7 separate regions of the Mus musculus genome follow, and regions 2, 3, 4, 5, 6 and 7 are each linked to region 1. The links are chromatin contacts, called in public Hi-C, HiChIP or PLAC-seq and promoter capture Hi-C maps. All regions are on one chromosome and are shown on one strand. Each heading gives the region's core, a stretch centred on a gene start, on an enhancer-like site or on the middle of the called end of the contact. The rest is flanking DNA. Distances are from core to core; before and after follow the strand shown.

Region 1 (2,738 bases), core at 116-2,615:
AACTTTTATGTCCTTCTGTCTTCAATCACATCCCTATATAATAATTTATATTTTCAATGTATAGCCACAATAATTATTTTCAGGTAGTAATCTCTACTTATTATATTAATGTTTTTTAAAAAAGTAAGATGAATATGGGAGAGTCAGAGAAGGAGAGGATAATCAAGAACTATGTTTAATCCAATTCTGTAGCTTCTAAGGACCAATTTTTAAGTCTGTTCTTATGACCATTTATTTAATAGTTGCTTAACATCTATTACAGGTTAGGAAGTGTTTAAAATATGCAAAAATAATCCACACATCTGTTTCATATATAACTTCACCTCAAACACATAATATGTATATATGATGGAACTCTCAGCTTTCTGGAGCCTAATATGTATTTCATACACAACATCACTTTATATATACATATATGTCATGTAATTCTGTGTTGTTCTTGAGTCCAATACAAGGACTCTTAAATGGATGGTCCAAAGAACTTAAAACCGTCCAGCATCCTCTCATACTGTCCAGATGTTCCAAGGCTTGTGAATTTGTGTTTTGCTATCTCTACCTTTGACTGCCACTTCGAGGACCACTACTCCCGTGCTTACAAACTGCTTTTTTAAAGTGCAAAATGTGGGTCTAAGAGTATTATAAGGTAACCAACAATTTCCCGTCTCATTTCTATGCGGCTTCCTGTCTTCATGTGCCAGGGCTCCATAGCTGATTTCCTACACTCCTGGAGAACAATCTATTTCCAGAACCAATGGGGCTCCATCCCATAAATGTTTTATGGTGGAAAGAGTCAGCAAGCGTTACAATTCGATGGTTTCCTTCCAATCTGACCCAGCCAGAGGCAAGCACAATCTGGGTCATCGCTGTCAAAAGTTAAAGTGATGGCCCCTGATCACCTTAGACGGGGGTGGGGTGGGGGACACCGTTCCCCGAGCTTCCTGGGCTTCTCTAGGAGTCCAGATCCCACTCAGGCCACCAGATCCTACAGGTTCGCATTGCCCAAGAGAGTCCTCCCTGACAACACATTCATCACTGAGTGTGGACTGAGCTTTGCCTTAAGGCAACGATGTGAGCTAGCATTCGCGGGATCGCCGGGGGAAGGTCCCGGGTGCCCAGCGGGCCTAAAGACGGTTGCCAGTCCGGGACCACCGGCACGTCCCTCGGGCCCACAGCCGCCCATGGCCACTCACTTGGTGAAAGCTTCTCCTAGGTCGATCACGACTGCTGTCTTCTCGCCGCCGCTCCCAAGGCCCTCGTAGAGCGGCATCTTTGAGAGACCGACGTAGAGAGGGTGAAGTGGTCCGCCCGGCGGGGGGGCTGCCTCAGCGCGGGGGCGGGGCGGGGTCCTCACAAAGCCGAGGACCCGGGCTGGCCAAGGAGAGGCCTGACGTCGCGGAGGCCGAGGCGGTCAGGCGCGCCGGACACCTTAGAGGGGCGGAGCCTCCCGGGTCCTCTCGCTCAGCGGCCGGGGGCGCCTGCGCGGCGTAGTAAGGATTTTTAGCGGCTTAGGAGGGGAGGCAGGAACTTGAGATCGCTTTCTCATTCTCCAGTTCTGTGTTGGTCGTTTATCATGACATTTAGTCGCCGCAATGAACACACAAGATAGAGTCTGCTCAGAAGAGATTGGCTTTCACTCTCCCCGAAGCAGTTCTAGAAAAGGATCCTAAGATCTAAATTCAAAACTTGGATTGGGAAGGCGGAAATGCTCCTTAATTACAGCAGTATTTGTGGTGGTTTACATGCGAACGCCCCCCCCCCCCCCCCCCCCGCGCGCCTAGGCTCATCTGTTTGAATGCTTAGTCACCGAGGACTGGAACAGTTTTGGAAGGATATGGAGATTTGACCTTGGAGGAGGTGTGTCACTGGGAGTGGACTTTGGGGTTTAAAAAGCCCACACTAGGCGCAGCTCTCTCCTCCCTGCCTCCTCTGCCCCCAACCCCCACCCCGGACCCTTGTTGCCTGGCAATTAAGATGTAAAGCTCTCAGCTACTGCTTCATTGCCATGCCTGCCCGCCACCCCACCCCCCCATCATTAACTAAAACTGTAAGCAGGTCCCCGATTGACGATTCCTTTTATAAGAGTTGTCTTAGTCATGTTGTCTCTTCCCAGAAATAGAATAGTTACTAAGACAGCAGTTCTTGCCTGTTGCTGGGGAGATTGATTGGATTTCTAGAAGAGGAGAAACCAGGTGTCATGGTGGCAAGATGCAAAGATATGATCAAAGCATATACATGAAATCGAGAACAAATAAATAAAAATTTAATAAGGAGAATATCGTGGTTATTTTAGCAGAAAGAAAAAAAGAATGAACACAAAACAAATATATTCCTTAATAATCTCAGATGTTTGAATGGAACCTCTTGTGGAGTATTTTTTAAAAAGAAAGATTTAAGAGTACATTAAAAAAACAAACAAACAAAAAAAACCCTGATTTATTTCTCTTGCTGGCTGGAAGCAAAGAATGTTGACCCAACTGAAAAAACTGTCCAGACAGTCTGCAAAAGAGACATTTTCTCACAGTCATCTAACAAAAATCCCAGCACTGGGCAAGGAGATGCTGTTTGAGCAGTTTGTCAGAGATGTCCAAGAAACTCCCCAAACAAGCTTTGCTGTTGCTCTTAGTTGCATTGCAGAGGTTGAGGATAAGTCGTTGTTGCTAAGACACCATGCACTTTAGACAGAGGACCCAGAGGTTCTAACCAGAAAGCCTCCTCCCTGAGAACTAGCTTTCATGGTA
Region 2 (2,738 bases), core at 127-2,626, 980 kb after region 1:
AATCTCAACCTAAGTAAAGCTGCTGTGTGCCTGTGGAATGTTCTGGTAGACACATGGATAGGTGGTTAGGCAAGGGGTCTTCAGGTGATTATGAGCAGGAAAGCTTGGCTTCAGAGACAGATATGTTTTCAGATACCATGACTGCCAGCAAATCCGTACCTGTAACATGGACTTGGGATGCGGCAATTCTTCACCTTGGTATATCTTTATGTATGCCTGAAACAAAACAGCCAAGGAAAGTCTCAAGCCAGCAGTTTTAGTCAACATTTGTCCTCTTAGGTTGTCTTGACAGCTTAAAAATATTTTCAGGAAGTAGTCTTTCTTTCTTTGCTTTTTCAGCTAAAGTTGTTCGCTCCTTCTGAAACGCTCTCTCACTCATCCCCACATGCCAATGCTGCCCTTCCTCAGAAAGGCTCCATTCCTCTCCCTTCCAGCTTTCCTCCAACTCCTCCAATGGATGAGCTTCCCTTTTCTGGGCCTGTGCCCTTCCATCAGCAGGAGCTCCCAGGGCTGACCTGCTCAGGGTTCATGAAGCCATGAATCCAAACTCTAAGTCTGACTACAGGGTTAGGCCAGAATTTCAGAGAAAGCCATTGTTCAAAGTGATAAAGGAAAATAGATCGTACAAAAAGACATTTTAGATGGTAAAATCCCAATTTTAAAAATTGACATTTAATTTTGAAGCACTTCACAAACCAAGCTAATGCCTTCATTAAATATATGCATGTTTGCAAAGGGCATTTACTAAAGTCAAGAGATAAACACAAATTTAAAGTAATACTCTTAAAAATTCCAATGCTACAGGTAACAGTCTGGAAGACTCTTTTTTTCAGGAAGAAAATATCGTTGCTTTTGGACAATCTTAAAAGTGAAATTCAGCACAGGGAGACTCTGAGAAGCACTCCCATAAAGGTTTGTTCAACTCTTTGAAACATTTATTTTGAGTATAGTTCCTTCTTCAAAAAAAGATTTTATTTCCTCACAAGGTGATTTCTCTTAGGTGTGTCATAATTTCTAGGAGCTTTTTATGGGTACCTTATACGTTTGCCATGGAATTTTTATGTGAGGGGAAGTGCTCACAAGAGCTCTAGAATAGAGTGGTACCTTGAAGTACTCCAGCAGGCCTCGGCAGGTGATTTTATTCCCATTGATCTCTTTAATATCTAGACGCTCAGGACTCAGGAGCCATGGAATCAGTATTTTCAAGTTTTTGATGAATTCATCATCTATTTCTACAATTAAAGGAAATTTACCATTACTTTAAAAATCCAGTCCAATCCTCCATGCTCCAGAATAACCCTCTTTGCTGCCTGCATTGCCCCGGCCCCAGTGGCAATGCCACCACTCACTTCCCCATAAAAGGGGGGGAAGCTGGGTGTGGTATGTGCACCTGTAATTCCAACGACTTGTGGCGCTGGGGCAGAATCATTTGAGTCCTGGTGTTAAGGTCCAGCCTGAACCTTAACAAACCCAGGCCCTGCCCCAGGGTCTCACTATGTTGGTTTATGATTTGCAGGGATCCCCTCATCTCTGTCTTCTAAATGCTCAGGTTAGAGATGTATGTTACCACACCTCTTTGGGGTGGGGTTGAGAGGTGTGTATTTTAGATGTGATTGAATGTATCTCAGCTGGTCTCTAACTTCTTATGTAGCCAAGGCTGGCTTTGAACTAACTCCTCTTCCCCTCTCCTAATTTCTGGGTTTGTAAGTATGCACCATCAAGCAAGCTCAGACCACACTGGTAACAAAAAAGTATGGGGCAGGTAATTCATGGCTTGTAATCCATTGACTTCAAAAATGGTCTCAACTTCTCCTGTGTTTCCTGTGCCTACATTAGAAGTATAGAAAGCTGCGAGTTCAAGCTTAATATACAGACCTAGTAAAACTACAGAATGTAGGTGGTCAGATAAGTCCTATACATGGAAAACTTTGTAAGTCATTTTAAATACAGGGAATAATGTGCATACTATGTTTAAAAGGTGACCAGTGAAATAATCAGCATACTATATCTAGAATATATGTTCTTCTTAAATATCAATATAATAAAGTTTTCTCCTTATAAAACCATATATTTTCAATAAAAGAAAAATAGATTCAGTGTTAGATTGAAAAATACTGTAGATAACAGTATATATATATTTATGTATATATATATGTATATGTATATATATGTATATGTATAATACAGTTTCTACTCAAACCTCTTCCTTATGAAATTGGAATGGAAAAAATATATACCTCAGTCTACTACACCAGAAAGCAACTAGCATATTTTGGCATGATGTGCTCTGAAAAAGAGTGTCAGACATCTCTGCTTTGCCCAAAAGCATTGCTAACAATTCTAATTATGGGTCCAGAAAATAATAGATACAAGTATCTGACTTCTTATGGATATTAGATGACCATAGTAAATTCACAATTTACTTAAATTTTGGTACATTCTTAGATAAGTTCCGATCAGTTTGCAGAGGGCTCTGTTCGTGTTCAGTAGATATGTGTAGGTGGACAAACACTCAAGTTGACCCTGTATTTTCATCATTTCTTCAGGAAGTTTTGCCTCAAGAGAGCAAAAGGAACCCAGGGGCTGGGCCAATGTGGTAGTTACCCTAGTTACCAAATACACACTTTACAATGTCTGCTTTATAAATAACTCCACAGAGAAGGTGCACTAGCACGGGATTTGGTCATAAACTAACAAAGGAAGGTAATTTCCTAAGAGTACCTGCCAAGCCATTAGAA
Region 3 (2,738 bases), core at 117-2,616, 750 kb after region 1:
GACATATTTGCATATGAGAACTACAAAATGATGAATATTCTTGTTGGTAAGCCAGGCATGCTTGCCAGTAAGCAAAAGATAAGTTAAAGTAGGTCTAGGTTAATGTGTACCCGCTTTAGAGTTAAAGGAATCTCTGTTAATGAAGGTGTTCTGTCTGTTTCTCTTCCAATCTCACATCGACAAAAAACCTAAACAGATTTAAAGTCTTTGCAGACTACGAAGCCTATGTCAAGTGTCAAGAAAAAGTCAGTCAGCTGTATATGGTAAGTGTCTGGTGGGTTTTAAACAGTTTGCTATAGTTAGCTAATTGTTTCCTTTTAAGGAAATCCAAGTAACAGGGCCCGAGTGGCCAATCAAACCTAGGGAGCTTGGTTGAATGTTTGTCTAGCTTGTGCAAGGCTGAGTTTGACAGCCCCCTCCCACAGTACCACACCAAGAGAGAGGGAGAGAGAGAGACAGAGAGAAGAAGAGAGGAGAAGGAAAGGAAAGGAAAAAGAAAAGAAAAGAAAAGAAAGGAAAAGGAAAAGAAAAGAAAAGAAAAGAAAAGAAGAAAAGAAAAAGAAAAAGAAAAGAAAAGAAAAGAAAAGAGAAAAGAAAAGATGAGATAGAAACTAGTGAGAGAACTTTCCAGATGTTCAGATCAAAATCTGTCTTTTGGCTAGTTTATAAGACACACTGGGAAGGCTATTCCAGAGGTTGGAATTTGAGATTTCTGTACCAACTGTAAACTCTTGTATTAATTTAAAAAAGCAAATCACCTGTGATTTGTGTCCAACGAGCAGTCCTGTCTCAGAAGTTCAGGGTACCCGCTTCAGAGGGTCCTCTTTGTGCTGAGCTCTGCCCTTCTTCCCTTAAGCAGCTTGTAACTCCAGGTCTCTCAACCAGAACCACAAATCATAGTCACCAAGGCTGCTGTTTCCAAATACACATGACAACGTACCCTTCCCCCACAGCGACTCTGACCCAGTGGTGGGAGGCCAGATCATTAGAATATAAATGTACCGAAAGAAGAGAGGTTTATATATGGTTACTTAAAAACTTAAGCTTTGTAAATAAGCCTCCACCTGTAGTTAACACATTGGCAAATGGCTCTTCTGGTGTGTCTTGTAAAAGCCTGGGGGTGAGGGGGTTACCAGAGTCTGAGCTGAGACTCCAGGGCGCCTTCACAAACATTCTTTTCCATTCCTTTATCAAAGCACAGGTTAGCACCTGCATTCACCCTAGACAACCCTCTGAGGTTTTTTTAATGAGATCCTTCAAGGCATTGCAGCCAGCCCTCCTCTTCTTGGTTGAGTCAGACGAATCTCCTAACAGAGCTATAGCTAAGTGCAATTCCGTAGCTGTGAGAGGCGTTTCTGGAGCTAATCCGCTCACTGGCCACTTCCGTTCAGCCCGCACAGACCCAGGAACTCAGAGGAGGGAGGGCAGCTACCTGGGGAAATAGAAATCAATCACAACAGGAAAGGAAAACAGGAACGAGGGCAAGGACCGAGGGCAAGGACAGTCAGACACCGCGGGGCTTTCGTTTAAATTAAGCATCCCATCGAGAGCACAGCGGTTCAATCACGCCTGCGTGATTCATTAGTGCAGACTGCAGCTTCCGACTCTTGGCAGTAATTGCATTGCTGACGATTAATAAGCAAGACCTGCTAGGAACTGAGCATGCTATCCATTCCCGTTGTTTTTATGTTTATGTAGAAATCTCCAAGCCCGAGTGGAGGCTGCCATGCTGTTTCAGGCATAGCTTATGGTAGGAGGGTAGTTTAATTCTTATGTTAAAATTTCCTGATGTTTTAACAACTTTGAATAACTTCCAATAAAATCACAGAGATCTAAAAAAAAAAAGAGAGACTGTAAGCCAAATATATTTTTATACTCTTTTATAAAAAAAAAATGTAGGATTTTGAAATATTTTTGATTGCGAATAAGACCTTGGTTCACCCTCTTTTGAAACCCCAGTGGGGTTGTGGGGGTTCAGAACAAACCTAATGGGGCACAGGCCTTCAAAGGGAACCCAAAATACTAAGTGGGCCAGCAAGCTTTCCATTGCTTTGTTAGCTAATGTTCACGGGTTTTCAAACTTTTTGAGTCATAGGTTAAATCTCTTCACATCTGCCCACAGACAGTGAGATTAGTCTCTTTCTCCACCTTTAGCTGAAGGAGCGGTTGTCCCATTTAACTCTAAGATTTATTTTTATTGTATTTATGTGTGTCTCTGGGTGTGGATGCCAAGTATGCGCAGGGTGTGTGCAGGTACCTGTGGAGGCCGAAGAGTTCTGTGCTACCAGGCAGGTGCTGGGAACTGAACACAGGTCCTCTAACAGACCTGCAGCCTCAGGTCTCTCCACGTTTTTAATAAAGCACGGAGAATATGGCTTACATGGTAACCAATTAGAGAATTCCCACCCACAGATTCATAGTCTCTCTCTCTCTCTCTCTCTCTCTCTCTCCGCCACCCCCCTCCATATCCATGCTATTATTCTGGCTCTCTTGCTTGCTTCCTTGCCCTCTCTCACTCTCCCTAACTGTCTATACAGCCCAGGCTGGTTTTGAACTTGAGATTGTCTTACCTTAGCCTCTTGAAGACCAGGAATTACAAGCATCCACCACCACACCATGCTCATAGTTTCTCTTAAAATGAAAAGCACTCTTTCATCCCTAAGAGAAATATACTCTGAATTTGAAGAGTGTAGTCTGCTCCAGCTGGCTGTCAGCAGAGCGAGCTCATTTATAAACCA
Region 4 (2,738 bases), core at 177-2,676, 720 kb after region 1:
CCATTCAGTGAGCCTCCTGCTGGTGCCAAGCATCAGGGCTCACAGGCATGGATCACTACCTGGTTTGGGGTTATCAGCTTTTGACTCTACTAGAGACAACACACTGGATTTGCGAAGATGAACTCAAATCTGTCCTGAGAAGTCTGACCTTGCACCTTCTGACCATCTTGCCACTCAGTCTAGTTACCGTCAGCTTGAAACTGCACTGTTTCTAAAGTTTTAATCTCATGATATACTTTTAATTTAAGAGTCACACTGTGTGTGTGTGTGTGTGTGTGTGTGTGTGTGTGTGTGTGTGTTTGCATGTATAGCATGAACACATTAGTGCTGAAACACATCAGCACACATGTGGAGATCAGAGGGACAATACATGAGAGCCTATTCTCTATTTCTGTCATGTTTGTCTTGGGAATTAAACTAGGTCATCAGGTTTAACAGAAAGTTCACTTACCGAGAGTCACCTCGATGACCCCATACTTTTTTTTTAAGATTAAATAATAGCTAACATAGGACTCTGCCCAAAACTAATGCTGTTGCTTTGTTCATATAATCTCATTTGACTCACAACCCTAAATTAAGTAGGTATTTTCAGCCTCCACATTATTTTAAAAGATTTATTTATTATTATAAATAAGTACACTGTAGCTGTCTAGGGTGTCAGAGCTCATTAAAGATGGCTGTGAGCCACCATGTGGTTGCAAGCCACCATGTGGTTGCTAGGATTTGAACTCAGGACCTTCAGAAAAGTGGTCAGTGCTCTTACCCGCTGAGCCATCTCACCAGCCCCAGCCTCCACGTTTTTACAAGGGAGGTTTAGCAACCTGACTAAGGGTCAGTGTCAAGGAAGTGGCATGGTCCATAATGGACCCCAAAGACTCGTGCTTCTCTGTGCCTGGCTATTCCATCTTGTACCACTGGCACCAATGATTGCTAGCTTCTGCAATTTATATGCAATGCCAGAACCGCTTCAGGGGAACCAAGGCCAAATCAAGCACAGAGATGACCCTGGTAGCTGGCCAGTGCCTCAGTAAGTGGAATTGTCTCTGGAACAGCCTGAGTGCGTATCCACATCCAGTATTGTCCTCTCTCCTCAGCTTGGATTGGACATGGAAGAGTTAGAAGAAATTGAAGAAGATGCCGGCCTTGGCAATGGCGGTCTTGGGAGGCTTGCTGGTAAGCGACAGCGGGAGCAGGTTACTTTGTCTGGGTGATCTATGCCCTTTTGGGTGCCATACACAACCGTGCTTAGAAGAGCCAAGTGGCTTTCTTAGAAGAAGGAGAAAGCATGTCCCTACTGTAGACGCATTTGCTCTTGACTTTGCCCTGTGGTCTGATCACAGGCCACATAGAAAAGAGGTGTTGCTCAAAGCCTTTTCAGACATTGCTTAAAACCCCAAAGCTAGCCATTTCCTTCCTGTTCACTTAAGGGTTTCCACAGCCACCCGTTTACATCACTGCTGTTTGTTTATGGCTGGTCGACTCCCATAAGCCCTACTCTTACCTTGCAGGCTTCAGTTTGATATTGTGGTTGACTGGCAGGCAGTGATGTCATTAATATACCTCTTCACATTCAGACAAACTGAGTTCTTGGCTTTACTTGAATAATGGCTTTCCAGCGAACAGAGAAGAAAGTACTTAAAGTATAATACTAGCTCTACATGCTGTGACAAGTCACCCAGCAAGAGCAGTTTAAGGAAGGAAGGCTCTGTTGTTGCTCAGAGTTCCAAGGCACAGTGTGGAAATCATGGTAGCGGGAGCTGGTCATGTGCATCGACAGCCAGGAAGCAGAGGAGAGTAGATGATCAACCAGCTTTCAATGTTTACACAGTTGAGGGCCCCAGACCATGAGGTGGTACCCTCCACATTCAGGGTGATTTTTCCACCTCCATTAACTCAAAGAATCCCACACAGGCATCCCCAGAGATGCGTCTCCTGAGCTCTTCTGGATCCTGTCAAGTTGACCTGATTATTAAACATTCTAACCTATAACCAAGCATCTCCAGTGCTCAGGAGAGTTTCTCCAAAGCAAACACCCAATGCAGCGTGTGCGCAAGACGACAGGAGAAACCACAGGAACGCCATGTCACGGTGCCGTTTCTAAAACCCCATTAAAAGCAGCCTAACCTTAAAGAAGGATGCTGAAATAGACAGACTTGCTGTGTGGATCACCAAGCTCAAAACAAACCCAATAAAACCCATGCAACGCGATGCTATTTATATTCTTAGAAAAGGTGAATTTTCTACGAGTTATGTATATAGGGAGACACAGGGGAGAGTATGGATTGAGTATAATACTAAATTAGAGTTTAATACTAAATTAGAGTTTAAGTGTTAAGTGATCCTGGTGGCTCCTAAAGAGGAGCAGTAGGATTAAAGGGAGCCATCAAAGGGGATGCTTATATATATATATATATATATATATATATATATATATATATATATATATAAGCATTGCTCTCAAGTTACTAGAAAGTCACTTACATCTGTTTCATTTCATCAAAGCCTTTCTACATCGGCGGCTGTGTGCTTTAGTGCCCCTATTAGTAGTAAGGTATGTAAGTTCTTCAGGTAGGCTGTTCGCCATCGTCCCATGACGCGCTCTTCTGAGGATTTCCCAGGCTTCCCTGGGCTATCGAGAGGATGGCAGCATTGGTGGAAAGCCTACCTAAGAACAAGAATTGATCTTCTTTGCTCTTCTGTGAAACCCAGACTCTTCAGTATTGGCTAGCAGTGTTCAC
Region 5 (2,738 bases), core at 76-2,575, 690 kb after region 1:
TTTACAGTCGACTAAACAAAGGTTTTTGTTTGGAAAAGACCTTTGTGTTTGGAAAGAGCACAAAAGCAATTTATACTGAGCAAAGAAAATGATAAAAGGAGCTTTGGTTTTTGGGTTTTTTTGGTCTTTTTTCATGAATCAGGCCTCTGGGGACTATATTTGATTGGTGCTTTCTAAACAAATGCAAATAATTTTTATCAACCCAGTTGTCACTTCATAGCCTTGATGTGTAGTATCTTTTTATAGGCTGCAATTTTGAGACACAATCTGCATCCTACTCTCAATTAGGCAAGTATACCTACTGTAATTGTTACCTTCTGCCTGTGTGACTGCTATGCTCAATTTCCTTTGCAAAATAAATGGTGGCTTTTGTCATGTCAATAAAATTCTCCAAATGTCATTCTAACTCCACTATAACTGTTTTCAATTTCTTAGAAAAAAAGCCTGTCTTTTTTTTTTTTATGTTATATTTCAACCCCATCCCCTTTTCTTCTGCATCACTGCAAACCACTGTTTCTGAGTGGTAAATGTCAGTGGAGGCACAAGGCAGGCCTGCTGTTGTTGTGTATGTAACGTGCCCAATGGATCCCTTGTTGGTATTAGTCTATCAAAGGAAACATGCTTTTTATCAATGTCAATCTCGCTCCCTGTTTCTCTCCCCCATGCCTTTCACCGGAATGACAACAGTTGACATTAAAAAGCTGTTGGCAGGTATGGAACACCATTACTCTCTTACAAAAAGCAGAGCGGAAGTGCATGTGAAGTGGCTACGGGGCTCTGTAGTGCATCAGCACTCTCACCCCTCAGAGAACAAAGGACTATGCTTTGTAGAAAATATGCAGAAGTTGGGGCACAGCTGTGTGTATAAGAACCTCATCTTCTCTACACCCAATGTCCAAACTGCTTCTACCATGTACATTACGCGCCAGCTCTAGGAGTAACGCTTTTTGATAAGTTATAAAGGAAGCAACCGGCCCTACATGCAAGTCACTGTTGCACATGAAACCTGGTTCACGAGAGGCAGTTTCCCGTGCTTCTGCCTAAGCGTATTTCCTGATTTCACGCAGTGCTTTATCCCTCCTCTATCCAGGATTGTAGATCTAGCCTCCCTGCCTCAGGGCCACACAGACACCCTAGCATATCCCTCACCCTTTATGTCTCTGGCACACTATCCTGCCAGTCACCAGATGAAGGGACTTGATGGTACTTCAGTCCCGGATCAGCTGGTTTGGAAGTGCAGTCTGAGCCATGTAACCTCTGCTGAATGGGTCTTGTGTCCTCTGTCTGTTCCTGGTGCAGAGTTTCAACTCCCAGGACACGCCCCATCTGCTCACTCACGGTGACTCTGGCCCCAAATACTTCCTTCCTGCATGGCAGCATGAGAACTCGACACTGTGTGCCACAGTGCCCAGAAGCATGCTACAATCCCAAGGCTTTACTAAAAACTCACCTCCCTTCTGTTGTTCCCAGTGGCTTGGTTTGCTTTTGACCCCGGCTCGGCCCACTCCGACATCATCTTCTCCAATGACAACTTGACAGTGACGTGCAGTAGCTACGATGACCGGGTGGTGCTGGGGAAAACCGGCTTCTCCAAAGGCGTCCACTACTGGGAGCTGACCATAGATCGCTATGACAACCACCCTGATCCAGCATTTGGCGTGGCTCGCATCGATGTGATGAAGGATATGATGTTAGGGAAGGACGACAAAGCTTGGGCAATGTATGTGGACAATAACCGGAGCTGGTTCATGCACAACAACTCGCACACCAACAGGTACCCTGCAGCCCCACGCCAAGCCTTCTTCATGGTGGCTTGGGTTGAAAAGGAGGAGCCTAGTTCAATAGCCTATTATAGAGACAGCATTAGGGAATGGGACGCACAGTCTTTATTGAGTAGGAAGTCCTGTGCTGCATAATCTCTTAGCTCAGTCCACTCTACTGCTTTCCACGTAGCATAGAGATAGAGTTGTGTACCTTCCGCTTGGCCCTTCATTATTAAATTCCACCCAGGTCACAAAAGACAATCCCTGGGCATATCTATTATAGACAAACAACCCAGGATCTGGAAACCCAGACCTAGGACTTACCAGAAAAGTGTTTTGGGCCAAGGTACTTCTTCTTCTTCTTCTTCTTCTTCTTCTTCTTCTTTTTTTTTTTTTTTTTCTGAATTCTGGTTTGTCAATTCTCCAAATTCATATAATAATATGTTTCCATGCAGGAGAGGTCTGAAGACTACATGAGATGAGATTTGCAAAAATGTCTCCCGTTGGAAGTGCCTGGAAATGGAAGCCATTGTTCTAACAGTTATTATCAGCAATACCGCTTCTCAGAATAGAAGCCATTAGCGAAACTTGGTGTTAGGGATGCCAGTCCGGATAGCTTTATATGAGAACTCACTTGTTCTTGTGAGAAGCAGAACAGCCAGTCTGCTGAGAAAGGGAATAGAGTATCTATCTCCTTAAGTAATGTTCTCTATCACCAAAATATAGACAATTTTAACTTAATATACCCTATATAATCTCCCTTTTTATTTGCAGTCTCTTCAAATGTATTTCATTGTTTCTGGGCCAAAGCTGTCTTTTCATGACACTGGTCTGTCTTAATCACCCCCCCAGGAAACATTCTCTTTGGTGGCTCTGGGGGTGGGGTGGGGGGGATCCAGTTATGTTCAGTGAGATCAAAGGAAAAGCAGGCCCAACAGGGGCAGAATAATGACCTCACTCTCTCAGCTTCTCCTG
Region 6 (2,738 bases), core at 71-2,570, 660 kb after region 1:
AGCAATTAAGAGTGCACGCTGCCCTTGCAGAGGGCCAGGGTTTGGTTTCTAGGATCCAGTCAGGTGGGTCACTGCTGCCAGAAACTCCAGCTCCGGAGGATCTAACCTCCTCCGGCCTCTGTAGACACTGCATTCAGATTGCAAACCCACGCATGTACACATAATTAAAAATAAAAGTAAAATCTTTTTTTAAGCTGGAGAACTTTATTTACATTTTCCACCTCTTAATTTAAGTACCCACACAATAAATAAATCCTAAAAGTAGATGCTTTGCAAATTGTACATGTTAGAAAAAACCTCTACCTGTTTCTGCTTATCATGCAGAGAATCCTATAACCAGAGAAGTTTTAATACCATTAGGGCTGTCAGTGTGTTGGTGAACTCATGTGTGTGTTAGGCACTCCTACATCTTTTCACGACCCTCTACTCTTGGTCACTCAAGTTTCCTCATTTTTTTATTGATAGGCATTGCTTTGAGATACTGCCTTAACCAAAGTCTGAAGTGATGTGTAAGTTGTAAGTTAAAATATCGTGTTGTGGCAACAAAAAATGGCAGCCATTGTGGAATGTTAAACAAACCATTCATTATCCAATCGCAGTGCTTTTATTGTCACCTCCATTCTCACAGCTAAGGGCACTGGGGCACAGGAAGCTATGTTACGACAAGCCATGGGGCAGGGGTCCACTCCAGGAAGTAGTTTCAGAACAACACACTAGTGTCATTTCCAACTTGTTCCACAAAACTAGCACCTTCCAGTGTAGCTTCTTTGAGAAATAACCAATTTCCTTTTATACATTTAATTGTGTGTGTGTGTGTGTGTGTGTTGCATAGTCATTTATTTCTGTTTAAAAAATCTTTTTATGATACCTACATCACTAAACCACCTATTGCAAGAATATAGAGCCTCAGCTTAATTCCTCCCAGGCAGACTGTCTCCAATCCTCTCAACAGGATAAAAGCATTAAAAAGTTATGTCTCAAGTAGTGTGGAGCAGGGACTGCATCATAAAAGAGCAGTGCTAAGGCTTCTGGTGGAAGAGGAGAAATTCCAGTCCACCTTGATGATCCTAGGGCAGGAGGAAGGGACAATTAGAAGGTAGAAGCCTCGTGGCTTTGAAATGCTTGGATGGGCTGGCAGAGCAATCTGCTCCCACATCCGCTGCCCTTCTGAGTCTGGTCCATCCACCTGACCCTGTGGAGCCCAGGCCATGAAACTGGAGCAAGCAGCTCCTGCAGCTGGTATGAAACTGAGGTCTGAGAGCTGAGCATCACAGACCACGTGTCCAAGGGCAGTCACGTGTTCGCTTATCGGTGCACACAGTGCTAAGAGCAGGGAATGCTGTATGTGTGGACTGCTCAAGACTGTACACACTGCAGAGAATGCCAGCTACACTACAGCTAAAATGTAGAGCACCCTGAGTCCAGCACCTGACCTGGCACATAGAAGATCCAGAAAAATCCTTTAGGCATTAAAAGAAAAGACCATTTGGTGTGAGAGTAAAATTTTCTTCTTAACACTTTGTCTTAATTTAATTCGATTCTGATTATTTTCCCTCTGCCGTGATAATTTATGTGTCTTGCTTTGTACTCATTAAGCTTAATCAATTCAGTGGTAGCCTGCTCCCATTCAGCCTGAATAATTTTTACCTGTCAGATACAGAAAAAGCCAAAGATTGTGCTGCAATATCAGTTGACTGGCTGCAGTTGAGACACCCCCTCCCCCACCCCGACCTTTGGGATATCTATCTGTTAGCACACGGACAGCTGTCCCTCGTCTATGGTTAGCTTGTTCATTTTCTAAAGGAATCCTCAGTCCCCTTGATGAACTACCCTTTCACAGCTTGTCAGTAAAAAATAGTCCCCCCTCAAACTGCATTCTAAGTCCAAGCACAAACGATGCAAATTAAATAGCATTTGGAATAGTGTTAATGTAATCTGACCATTATGAAATAATGATGTCATTAAATATGTTTTTCTAATGATGTTACGTGGACACAATAGAAACTAAAAAAAAATTTTAAGTAAATTCAAGTATGCATTTAAACTTCTGACTTTTTTATGCAGAAAATATCTGCCTTTTTCTTGACAAAAAATTTTTTTGGCATCTTTCTGGTTTTGAGATCACATTGCAGGTGTTCCTTTGTTGCTGTGGAGGAAGATAGTCTGCAGTGAGCGTCCATGGAGTTCTCTTCAGGCAGCTGCAGCTTATCTCGTATGCACCCTCTGGGGTCAATGCCTCTGTAGCTAAGGACTTAGCAGTATGCCCCTTTCTGGGTCTGTCACCCTCAGCAGGTGAACTCTGTCTAGAGAACACTGGACTTTATGATTCTTCAGATGCCTCAATTATCTGGCATGCTTCCGGTTGTACCTTAATGAGAAAACCATTTCAACCTTCTTTCCAAACCACCGTGAGTGACATTTGAGCTCCTTGCCTTTAATTGTATAAAACTGACATACTATGTTTTGTTTGCCACTTTTATTAGGGATCATTTTAGGAATATTTTTCTGATATCTCAGTTGATAATGTCAGCTCCTTCCTGGGTTCATGGGAATAGAGTATTGGGAGTCTTTTTGCAGTCTGCCCAGGGTTCTGCCGTATGGCTGAGAATAGGTTTTGAGCATCTACTTTCTTCGAAGACTATCAGCCTAGGATTATGTGAGCACAGAGAACAGTCAAGTCATGTTGCTAAACTCAAATGCCAGCCTGCTAAATTAAGACCAGGACAAAGCTGTGACCT
Region 7 (2,738 bases), core at 132-2,631, 640 kb after region 1:
GTATCAAAACAATTGTTAGCCAGGTAGAGGACACTCAGCCTCCAACACAGACACAAAAAAGACTGAATCTGGAGACATTTTATTTATTTATTTATTTATTTTGCGGTTCATTTAGTGCTCTGACATATTAGATACTAAATGAAGACAGAGCTCTTTGTCTGCTACTAAATAATATTTAAAAGATTTGTGTAGGGAGGGTATTTGTACCTATTTGTGTTGAGTGGGTGTGTACACTTGTACATGCCAGTGTGCACGCTTAAATGTATGTAGAGGCCAGATGTGACTTCCTCAGTAATATCCCATCTTGTCTTTTGAGACAGGGTCTTTCACATAACCTGCAGCTCATCACTTCGGCAAGGCTAGCTGACCAGCAAGCCTCAGGATTCCTCCTATCTCTGGCTTTCTTGCACTGAGATTACAGACATGTGCCACTGAGCCTGGCTTTCTGGAAATGTTGAGTGTGTGCCTGTGCAGCAAGTACCTTGCCCACTGAGTTGTTCCCAGACCCCATCATAGCTTCTTCTAAGTATGCAGCCAGTCAGTAAACCCTTATGACTTTATATAATAATATACATTTCACAGACATGATACATTTTAAGGTTGAAATGTGAGAAATCAGATAGTTTAATGTGTGTGTAGCCAGATGAATTTGACTCCTTCTCCCAAATTTCTAAGTACATTTACTAAGGAGACAAAAAAAGATCTCTGTAGTCCAGCAAATTTTCACTCACTTGGGGAAGATGGAGAAACAGGAGTTCTAAGGATAACAGTGAAAACCAAACTCGCCTTTAGAATCAGCCTCTCATTTTATTGTTGTGTTTTCAAAAGGAGAACTCCTTTCTTCTTCTATTTCCTGGGATCTTGGAAATGGCTCTTAAAGAGAAAATTTACTCCCAAATGACACCACTAAGATACGGCACAAAGCAATGAATGGCCCCTTCACAATGGTGGACTCACTATGCTCTTTCGTTTGGTTGTCCTGCCATGCCCTCTGGAGGTTGGGACACACAGCAAAGGAAAGGTGAACAAAGATGTTTTCCAGCAGATCTTATTCGAGGAATCTGTCCTTTGAATCCTGCATCATCAGGTGTTTATGTGCACAGGAATGAAGAGAGTATAAACATGGATTAAAACCACCCAACATTTATTAAGGATGTACCTACACTTACAGGGCCCTGGCCTTTAAATACGGTGACTCATGCATTGCCCACACTCAAGAAGTAGAATTCTCATTTTATGCAGGAGGCAAAACTATGTATAATCCTTAAACAGCCAGTAGTTGGCAGCATCTATGAAATGGGACATAATGAATGTTCCCTTAAGCATTGCCCTGTATTCACAAGAGCCCAACCACAAAGTATAATTTCAATGCTCTTCCCCCACCCCACCCCCAACCCCCATTGGAGTAATTCAGACAAAAGTGGCTTTCTCAGGGCCACTTAGCAAAGGGCAGGGCCAGAATTTAACCCCTTCTAATCCTGTTTTCTTTCTCCCTCCTATATGGCTCCCACCCAACATTTGGCCTGCATATTTTAAAGAAAATGACCCATTTCATATTTAATAAGACAAATATAAGAGGAAAAAAATTCAGGACCAAAAGATACCATTTTGAGGTTTTTGTCTCTTTACTGAAAGGGGAAGTGAGGCATTGTACTGGCGGAGGAGATGGATGGGGTTTGGACTGTGAAGAAAGCCCCGGAAGGAGGAGGAATGAGAAAGGTCTGTGTCGCCTGAGGGACAGAAGGGTCTGCCCAGCCTGCTGGGAGAAGGTATCTTGAATATAAATGTCTTGCTAATGGCTTCAAGGAATGGAAGCCTTAGCACTGAACTGAAGTAGCAGTTTGTTCTTCCCAACAGGAAGCACAGAGTGAGAGTTTTGAGGCTGACCCAGAAACCAGAGTCTTCAGCCCTCCATCCTTACTGCACTGACCTCCTCTTTGGAAGATATCGATCTGCCTCAGAGGCAGAAAATGAAGAGGAGAGGCTACTCCATGACAGCTTTCCTAGACCCTCCTCTCCTGGTAGACCTTCACCCAGGCCCCACTGATCAGCATCTCAGCAGACGCCAAGGCTGGGAAGCAGTGCTCGCCTGTGCACACGTTGCCAGGCAATTTGGTGGTGTAGTGTAAGACTCTGATGAGCCTTAGCTTACCGGGGACCCCCCAAGTGAACAACGCCAGGGATCAGTGCAAAAGCAAGAGGTCCTCCTGCACCCAGAGCAGAGGCGGCAACCTTGGACAGCTCTCTTGGCCAGTTTTTATACAGTTTTCAGGGGTAGAATAGAGCAGCAGCCACTAGGCACAATGTGATTGGCAGAACAGTGTGACTTTTAAACTGATAGGTCCTTAGGGAATGAGGTAACAAGGGCTTTCCTTATCTGCAGGGGTATTCCCTGTGGTCTGAGGAATGTAATTAGCCTCTCCCTTCCAGAGGGGAGGGGTGCCTATGTGCTCTAGGACCTTTCTCTTCCAGAAGTGGAGGGGTCTGGTGGAATTTCTCAAAGTTCCTGAGCTGACCTCTTCAGTAGGCGTTAGGAAGAGAGTAGACCTTGGTCTTGGTTAGGAGGCTGGTGTGGGATGGACTAGAGTAAGTGCACTTGGGAGAAGGAAGAGGACCTTGGTCAGGTGGAATGCCTTCCTGACTTTTTGCTTTGTGGTTACCATGCCTGTGGCTCCGGAGCATCACACAAGATCCCAACCCTTCCTTCTTCATCCTGCACTAGGGCATCTTCATTATTT

The links. Promoter capture Hi-C pulls out the DNA fragments that hold promoters and counts their contacts. A called contact is a pair of places that touch in the nucleus more often than the background predicts. HiChIP or PLAC-seq counts read pairs in DNA pulled down with a chosen protein or histone mark.
Region 2: a Hi-C map of cortical neurons shows a contact between it and region 1. The contact joins the enhancer-like site here to the promoter of Actr10 in region 1. A contact is called at or near these places in 6 of 39 promoter capture datasets (the 3T3-L1 cell line, the C10 cell line, the HPC-7 cell line and 3 more), 1 of 484 Hi-C or Micro-C datasets (cortical neurons) and 2 of 115 datasets of contacts at active chromatin or transcription factors (bone marrow-derived macrophages and trophoblast stem cells).
Region 3: a promoter capture Hi-C map of hippocampal neurons shows a contact between it and region 1, with 4 times the contacts expected there. The contact joins the enhancer-like site here to the promoter of Actr10 in region 1. A contact is called at or near these places in 8 of 39 promoter capture datasets (the 3T3-L1 cell line, the C10 cell line, the SN4741 cell line and 4 more), 4 of 115 datasets of contacts at active chromatin or transcription factors (astrocytes, bone marrow-derived macrophages, neural tube and 1 more) and 1 of 9 other capture datasets (pancreatic islet).
Region 4: a contact with region 1 is called in an H3K4me3 HiChIP or PLAC-seq map of bone marrow-derived macrophages, with 3 times the contacts expected there. The contact joins the enhancer-like site here to the promoter of Actr10 in region 1. A contact is called at or near these places in 7 of 39 promoter capture datasets (cranial neural crest, embryonic stem cells, frontonasal cranial neural crest and 4 more), 2 of 484 Hi-C or Micro-C datasets (cortical neurons and uterus), 14 of 115 datasets of contacts at active chromatin or transcription factors (the NIH/3T3 cell line, astrocytes, bone marrow-derived macrophages and 10 more) and 2 of 9 other capture datasets (adipose tissue and pancreatic islet).
Region 5: a contact with region 1 is called in an H3K4me3 HiChIP or PLAC-seq map of bone marrow-derived macrophages, with 3 times the contacts expected there. The contact joins the enhancer-like site here to the promoter of Actr10 in region 1. A contact is called at or near these places in 12 of 39 promoter capture datasets (the 3T3-L1 cell line, the SN4741 cell line, cranial neural crest and 7 more), 8 of 115 datasets of contacts at active chromatin or transcription factors (astrocytes, bone marrow-derived macrophages, craniofacial prominence and 4 more) and 2 of 9 other capture datasets (adipose tissue and pancreatic islet).
Region 6: an H3K4me3 HiChIP or PLAC-seq map of forebrain shows a contact between it and region 1, with 5 times the contacts expected there. The contact joins the enhancer-like site here to the promoter of Actr10 in region 1. A contact is called at or near these places in 6 of 39 promoter capture datasets (the 3T3-L1 cell line, 3T3-L1-derived adipocytes, liver and 2 more), 1 of 484 Hi-C or Micro-C datasets (cortical neurons), 5 of 115 datasets of contacts at active chromatin or transcription factors (astrocytes, embryonic limb bud, forebrain and 2 more) and 2 of 9 other capture datasets (adipose tissue and pancreatic islet).
Region 7: an H3K27ac HiChIP or PLAC-seq map of stem cell-derived neural progenitor cells shows a contact between it and region 1, with 6 times the contacts expected there. The contact joins the enhancer-like site here to the promoter of Actr10 in region 1. A contact is called at or near these places in 9 of 39 promoter capture datasets (the 3T3-L1 cell line, 3T3-L1-derived adipocytes, the SN4741 cell line and 6 more) and 5 of 115 datasets of contacts at active chromatin or transcription factors (astrocytes, embryonic forebrain, embryonic stem cells and 1 more).

The regions. Positions count from the first base shown.
Region 1 is chr12:70,936,484-70,939,221 of GRCm38.p6, reverse strand. It overlaps Actr10 (ARP10 actin-related protein 10), which reads right to left and starts at 1,365. Exons shown (of 13, transcript NM_019785.2): 1 at 1,191-1,365. The coding sequence starts at 1,267.
Region 2 is chr12:69,951,934-69,954,671 of GRCm38.p6, reverse strand. Atl1 (atlastin GTPase 1) reads right to left here. Exons shown (of 15, transcript NM_178628.5): 10 at 1,105-1,232; 11 at 160-216. Among named protein-coding and RNA genes, the nearest start is that of Gm52003, 19 kb to the left of the region's middle. Within about 2 kb of position 1,376, at least 2 of the 459 cell types and tissues checked have an H3K27ac peak or open chromatin away from gene starts, as enhancers often do.
Region 3 is chr12:70,191,264-70,194,001 of GRCm38.p6, reverse strand. It overlaps Pygl (liver glycogen phosphorylase), which reads left to right. Exons shown (of 20, transcript NM_133198.2): 19 at 197-263. Among named protein-coding and RNA genes, the nearest start is that of Pygl, 35 kb to the left of the region's middle. Within about 2 kb of position 1,366, at least 51 of the 459 cell types and tissues checked have an H3K27ac peak or open chromatin away from gene starts, as enhancers often do. A contact at or near this core is called in hippocampal neurons and pancreatic islet, where this site is marked.
Region 4 is chr12:70,218,024-70,220,761 of GRCm38.p6, reverse strand. It overlaps Pygl (liver glycogen phosphorylase), which reads left to right. Exons shown (of 20, transcript NM_133198.2): 3 at 1,095-1,173. Among named protein-coding and RNA genes, the nearest start is that of Pygl, 8.3 kb to the left of the region's middle. Within about 2 kb of position 1,426, at least 73 of the 459 cell types and tissues checked have an H3K27ac peak or open chromatin away from gene starts, as enhancers often do. A contact at or near this core is called in bone marrow-derived macrophages and memory CD8 T cells, where this site is marked.
Region 5 is chr12:70,249,993-70,252,730 of GRCm38.p6, reverse strand. Trim9 (tripartite motif-containing 9) reads left to right here. Exons shown (of 14, transcript NM_001286388.1): 10 at 247-288; 11 at 688-711; 12 at 1,471-1,774. Among named protein-coding and RNA genes, the nearest start is that of Gm38467, 20 kb to the right of the region's middle. Within about 2 kb of position 1,325, at least 53 of the 459 cell types and tissues checked have an H3K27ac peak or open chromatin away from gene starts, as enhancers often do. A contact at or near this core is called in bone marrow-derived macrophages and neutrophils, where this site is marked.
Region 6 is chr12:70,276,308-70,279,045 of GRCm38.p6, reverse strand. The region is part of intron 5 of Trim9 (tripartite motif-containing 9); the gene reads left to right. Among named protein-coding and RNA genes, the nearest start is that of Gm38467, 46 kb to the right of the region's middle. Within about 2 kb of position 1,320, at least 12 of the 459 cell types and tissues checked have an H3K27ac peak or open chromatin away from gene starts, as enhancers often do. A contact at or near this core is called in forebrain, where this site is marked.
Region 7 is chr12:70,292,729-70,295,466 of GRCm38.p6, reverse strand. The region is part of intron 1 of Trim9 (tripartite motif-containing 9); the gene reads left to right. Among named protein-coding and RNA genes, the nearest start is that of Trim9, 54 kb to the left of the region's middle. Within about 2 kb of position 1,381, at least 11 of the 459 cell types and tissues checked have an H3K27ac peak or open chromatin away from gene starts, as enhancers often do. A contact at or near this core is called in astrocytes and stem cell-derived neural progenitor cells, where this site is marked.